Linked DNA regions of Mus musculus: region 2 is linked to region 1. A link is a contact called in public Hi-C data. All regions are on one chromosome and are shown on one strand. The core of a region is the stretch at or near the end of the contact, and the rest is flanking DNA. Distances in the headings are between cores, read along the strand shown. Region 1 holds the start of Vrk1 (vaccinia related kinase 1). Region 2 holds the start of B930059L03Rik (RIKEN cDNA B930059L03 gene).

What was found. A called contact is a pair of places that touch in the nucleus more often than the background predicts.
Region 2: a Hi-C map of rod photoreceptor shows a contact between it and region 1, with 9 times the contacts expected there. The contact joins the promoter of B930059L03Rik here to the promoter of Vrk1 in region 1.

The regions. Positions count from the first base shown.
Region 1 is chr12:106,008,644-106,011,677 of GRCm38.p6, forward strand. It overlaps Vrk1 (vaccinia related kinase 1), which reads left to right and starts at 1,620. Exons shown (of 14, transcript NM_001029843.2): 1 at 1,620-1,715.
Region 2 is chr12:110,589,899-110,592,932 of GRCm38.p6, forward strand. It overlaps B930059L03Rik (RIKEN cDNA B930059L03 gene), which reads left to right and starts at 1,476. Exons shown (of 1, transcript NR_033340.1): 1 at 1,476-2,781.

The sequences.
Region 1 (3,034 bases), core at 370-2,869:
CAGACCAGGCTGTGTTGCTGACTTAACTGTGCTTGAAGGTCAGCCAATTGTCGAGCCAGTGTGGGAGCGGGGACCTTTCTTCCGCACTGGGGGAATGTGGTCACAATGTAACAAGTAATGTGTGTACTTGTTTGTGGGTGCAGAATGGCTTTCACTCAAAGCATTCTGACCACAGAGTCTTGCTGTGTGTGGGACTTCACACTCACGAGATGTGTGAATCTTGAGGCTTCTCTGCTGACAAATAGTCATCGAGAGCTCACCTTGTGCCTGCGTTTCCATCGGCGTGTGTACAGAAAGCAGATGCCGTGAGAGGATTTGTTGAGGAGGGTTTATGTTCCAGGAGGCTGTTTAGAGAGGTGTGGGGTCTGAGCCACACAGGATGAAACAGTAACCTGTGACTCGGGGGCAGCCAGTGTGTTACTAGCTCTAGTCCTAACAACACAATCATCATGGCATGTTCTCATTGCAGACTTGTGGAAAGCCCAGCTGAAGTGACCCTTAGCTAAGGGACTTAGCTGTTCGTGTATGTGTGTGTGATCGTCGTTAGGTGACTTTCCTTTTTTTCTTCCATTCTCAGGCTCCATCATGGATCAAACTCAGCAGAAGTCTGGGAGCAGTGGGCATGCAGTACAGCTGTTTTGTGGATCTGCTCTATGGGGCAGACGGCAAAATAGGAAAGAAATTGGAGCAGGTGTGGGTACCTGGGACGGTGAATTCAAGATATGAAGATCAATGCTGAACTGCACACTGGGCAACAACTCAGATTTCGTAGGGACTAAAGCTCATACAGTGTTTTAAGATCCACCTTAAGAAACAACACAGGCAAGCCGAGTGTGGTGGCGCACGCCTTTAATCCCTGAACTTTGGAGGCAGAGGCAGGCGCATTTCTGAGTTCAAGGCTAGTCTGGTCTACAAAGTGAGTTCCAGAACAGCCAGGGCTACACAGAGAAACCCTGTCTCGAAACTGCCCCCCCTCCAAAAAAAAAAAAAAAAAAGAAAGAAAAGAAACAACACAGGCTAGGAGTGTTGGCTCACATTTTTAACTCAGCTGTTGTTAGTAAACCAAAAATTAAAAAAAAAAAATCAAATTGGTAAAACAATAGCAATAACAAGAACAGCACCGAACCCAAGGCCTTTTCTAGGGCTTCAGAAGCTGCAGATCCAAAGTGCAGCTTGAAGCTCATTCTTCCAACCTCTAGGAAGGAGATGGTGAAACAAAGAAAACTGATGTTTGACAAAAGTAGCTCAAATACTGCGGTGGGTTAAGTAAACACCGAGACGCGCTTCGGATATTTGAAATGAGTCTCTTTGTCTAACCGTTTAATAAATCAAGCAACAGTGAGTACTGGTTATATTTATTTCGGTTCTTAAGGCTTTGAGAGCCACAGTAACATGTAAAACAGCAAGCGGGCTGCAAACCACACTTCCCAGAAGCCCTTGTGCTCAGAGGAACACGCCCCCATCTCGCCTCTTGGAGGTTCAAAGACTACAATTCCCAGCATGGAGCAAGCGTAAGGACCACAATTCCCGGCATGTCCGGAGAGGTGACAGGGAAGCGCGGTCTTCCTCTTTCCCCGCCTCCCCCGCCGTTCGCAGCCAACGGGAAGGCTCTGTACTACGGGGTGTGGAGGGGACGGCGCCGTGGGTAGGTCGCGAGTCTAGGGAAGCGGCGGGAAGTTCGTACTACGCTGTGGACCGCGAGTTGGCCGCTCTGGGTAGGGAGCCGTGGGGTGGTGGCGGGACTATAGGTCCGGTGTTGCTTCAGGGCGGCGCCGCGGCTGGGTCCGGCCTGCCCGGGAATCCTCGCTTCTCTGCCCGATCGCGGAGCTGCCGGAAGCCCGGTTCTAGAAGGCCGCCCGAAGCCTAGCCGGGACCAGGGTGGCGGGGACGGGGACGGGGACGGGGACCTGGACCGGCCGAGCCTGCCACTTCCTTAGCACTGGTGAGGTGAGGCCTCGGGGCACAGCCGCGGCCGGCAGCTTCTCGTTTCCTTCCAAGCTTGCTCCTCAGGTCTCCACCGCCGGTGACCGGGCTCCCGGTGCAGTGTCTTCAGAGGCAGCAAACAGGTCTGCAGCCCAGCGCCAAAGTTTGTTTCCGACCGTTTCCAGGCTAGGTCGCCTTAGATGTAGAACTGCGCCAGAGTCCTTGAGAGATGGGGACACACGCCAGTCCTGGTCGGGTTACCCGTTTATTCTTTTGTCGTTGACGTTAACCATTCTTTACGTCTGCGTGTGTTCTTCCTTTCCGTCCCTCATCGCTTTTGGAGCAATTTGGAAACGCGATTTTGCCTTTGGGAAGGTGGTGGTTAAACTTAGCGGGTCGTTGAAGAGCTTCGTTGCTTTCCTTTTTTAAAAAAAGAAACAAAAAAACAAAACGAAACTAGAATTGACCATCTATTGAGTCTGGAATTCAAAACAGTGAAAAAAGATGTAGATCAGCATTTTATCATCATTATTATTTTGGATTTTCAAGACAGCTTGCTTGCTTGCTTCCTTCCTTCCTTCCTCCTTCCTTCCTTTTCTCTTTCTTTCTTTCTTTTTTTTTTTTTTTTCTGTGTAGCCTTGGCTGTTCTGGAACTTGCTCTGTAGACCAGGCTGGCCTTGAACTCAACAAGAGATCCTCCTGCCTCTGCCTACTGAGTGCTGGGACTAGACTTGCGCCACCCCCACCCCGGCTTAAGAGTTCAGGGGAAAGGCATGTCACTTTTTTTGTGACATGTCGATTATACTGTTTGGGGAAATTTAATTTACAGTTCTGACTGGAATTAAGCATCTGGGCAATTAAGATAATGTTCATCTACCTGGAAAAAGGAATGTAAGTGGACATCACTAAAAATGGCTTTCCCCGTTGTGCTACCACAGATGGCAGACACTGCAGCGCTGCCTTGCTGATGGAGACCGAGCTAACAGGAGCATGGATTGAGGTGGATAACAAGTGTGTTAGGCGTTAGGGATTCCGTACAGCACTAGTATCCAGTACAGATATCACTTTGATAACTGTAATGGCTGCTGCTTATGCCTGGCGTAGCAGAGAT
Region 2 (3,034 bases), core at 226-2,725, 4.6 Mb after region 1:
AAGGAGCTGGCTGAAAGTAGACACCCATAACAGAAATTCTACCTCCACCTACATGCCAAAAGAGACATAGGCATGCCGTGTAGGTGTGAGGAATATTCCCGAGGAGGATGCAAAGCCAGCAGAGGCAGGTAAGCAGGGGCTCCCACTGGCAGTGTCGCCATCCTATGCAGATCTCAGGGCCACAAGTCAATGCTTCTGGAAGGACAGGAAAGTAACCCCAGTAGCAGGTGAGGAAGGGTGGGTCACTTCAGTTTACTGTTGGTGGCTTGCAGATTTGTAGGACCCTTAAAAATGCAACTGAAAGTTTTAAAAGGTAAGTGTTGAAAACATTTTGAGACAGTCTTACCAAAAATCCTACTACCCAGCCCCCTGAATGCTGGCATTAGAAACACGTTCCACCCTGCAGGGTGTCATGTATTTTGACTCTGCAATTCTGCTTCAAAAATTTAGCCATCAGCAAAATTCACCTAGTCTGAGCAGTAAGGCCAGCTACTCCCGGCCGCACTGTTTTCCATGCTGAAAAACAGAAACCAGGAATTATCCTCACCTGCCTGAAGTGTTGCTAGATGCAAATGTGAGCAGAGAAGTGAGAAAACCCCAGCACACGCTCTCACTCCTTAAGATTTTATTTTTTTAAATGTGTTTGTTTCTGTATGTGGATTTGTACATATGAGTGCAAGTGCCCACGGAAGCAAGAGGGTGTTCGGTCCCCTGGGGCTAGGGTTATAAATAGTCTGTCCCTAACGTGGGACTCTAAACTCGGATTGTCCGGAAGAACTGTACATGGACCTAACTGCTGAGCGGTCTCCATAAAATATGGCCAAATTGAAACTAGAAAGGTTCTGGCACTCATTCCAAATTCGAATTCATCCTCACCCCAGGACTAACTTTTCCTGCCGGCCCAACACCTTCTTCTCAAACATTCCACACTGCAGCCAAGAGGGAGCTTGCAAAAACATCCCTCCAACCAGTCACCCCAGGATAGCCCGTGAGCCCTCTACAAGCAATGTCCCTATTACCCTACTTATCGCTGTACCTTCAGTCTGGCACCGTGTGGGACACTCAAAACTGCGTCTGATGGACGCAATGTACAGATAAATGTGGGATCAGCGAGAACAGCAAGATCCAAGTGGAGAGGCAATCAAATGTGGGTACGTGTGTGTAAGGTGGACGTGCTGACATACGCCTTCCATGCCAGCACTGGAAAGGTGGAGGCAGGAGCATCAGAGTTGGGACTCAGCACGGCTACCCGGCATCCAAACCAAAGAGCAAGCGGATGGCAGCAGGTACCCCGTAGGAATGAGACAAAGCGCATGCAGAAAACGGAGAAGAGTTCAAAGTCAACAGGATATCAGCTCAGCACAGCTGCACCAGAACACGGCAGCAGGACAAGGGCGGCCCCGGGAAGGTCTCTGCCATCTCGGCAGGGCGGAGATCTCCGCAAGGCGCAGCCTCCACGGCGCACGTGACTGGATGAGTCACCGCGCCAGGAAGCCGCACGAAACCTCGGTTCGGCAGCTCGAACGCAGGCTGACTTAGGACAAGGCAGCGACGTCTAGAGGAAGCCGCAGAGGGGGCCGCGTCCCTTGGCGGGAGGGGAGTGAGGGCCGCGGACGGCCCGGACCCAAGCTTAGACGCTTGGCCCACGGCACACAGGACAGGGAGACCGACTACCTTCACCTAAACGCTGGCGCAGGGAAATGACGCAGCGCATCGACCAATCGGGAAGTGTCTGACTCTGAATCTCGCGATATTCACGGGAGGAAAATGAGCCAATCGCAATGCCCCTTCTTCCAGGCCGCGGTGATTGGCTTGAGGACTCACATGATCGTTCGAGGCCACACGTGACCGCTCCCCTGGCGACACGTGATCGACCTGCCACTCTGCAGAAGTGGCTTCTGGACAGCGGCAAACAGGCGTCCGTGGAACTGAACGGCAGGTCCTGGGTTACAGCCCCGTCACTTTCCACTTGATAGGCGGGGTTGGTGACCAGGGTCCCATGTGACCCCCGTCATGGAACCCCGAGACGCGACCGTAGCGTGGATAGGACAGGGCCAACCTGTCCCCTGTAGCAGCTCTGAGAACTGAAGTAGGTGGGAGGCTGGGGATGCCGAGAGATTAACGAAAGAAACCAGTAAGCAGGGTCAGGAAACTCGTCCCACCTAAGTGGCGTGTACCGGACACGTGGTAACGTAAAGAGGTAGAGGTGCTTGCTATGTAAATAACTATGGAGGACCAGAACTCACATAGATGAGGACTTTGAGCACCCCGTCTTTCCCACTACCACTCACTGGGTGCCTCTTTCTTTCCTTCTTTCTCTAATTTACTCATAAGACAGGGTCTCGCCTTGGCTAGCCTTATTGTCTGTCTGTCTGTCTGTCTATAAAACAGAGTCTCTTCTTGGCTGACCTGGAACTCACTGTGTAGACCCTAAACTCAAGAGATGTCCCTGCCTCTGCCCTAAGAATAAAGGCGTGCACTTCCTGGCTTGACTTCTGTCTCCCTCTCTCCTTTCTTTGTAGTAAACTGCCTGTCTCCGACTCTGTCCCTGAGTCTTACTGTTCTAGGGCTCAAAAATCTGGAAATTTGTGCTGATTCCCTCCAGGGTCATAGCCATGCCTGTTCCAAGGAAGCCCTAGCGATGTCTGTTTCCCACTGCTTCCTGCCCAAGATACTGGTAACCCTGGAAGGTAGCCCTGGTGTGGGGGTGCTGTCAGAAGCATGGACACAATTCTCTCTCTCCATGATGTTAGAATTTCCTGAATAATAAATTGGCAGTCTGCATCCCTTGTATTGATGTAATTTGTTGAGTAGTTTTGTTCTCACTCTCTTAATAAATAATAACTCTTGGGTCACACATTACACCTCACAATGCAATGTAAATTACAGAATGGCTATTCAAGGTTAGAGTTCACAGAGGCCTTCCTGGAGGCAGAGGCAGATAGCTGCTACAACATTTGCTGGTTTGGTTTGCTTGGTTTTGTTCATTTGATTTTCCAAGATAGGGTTTCTGTGTAGCTTTGGCTGTCCTGGA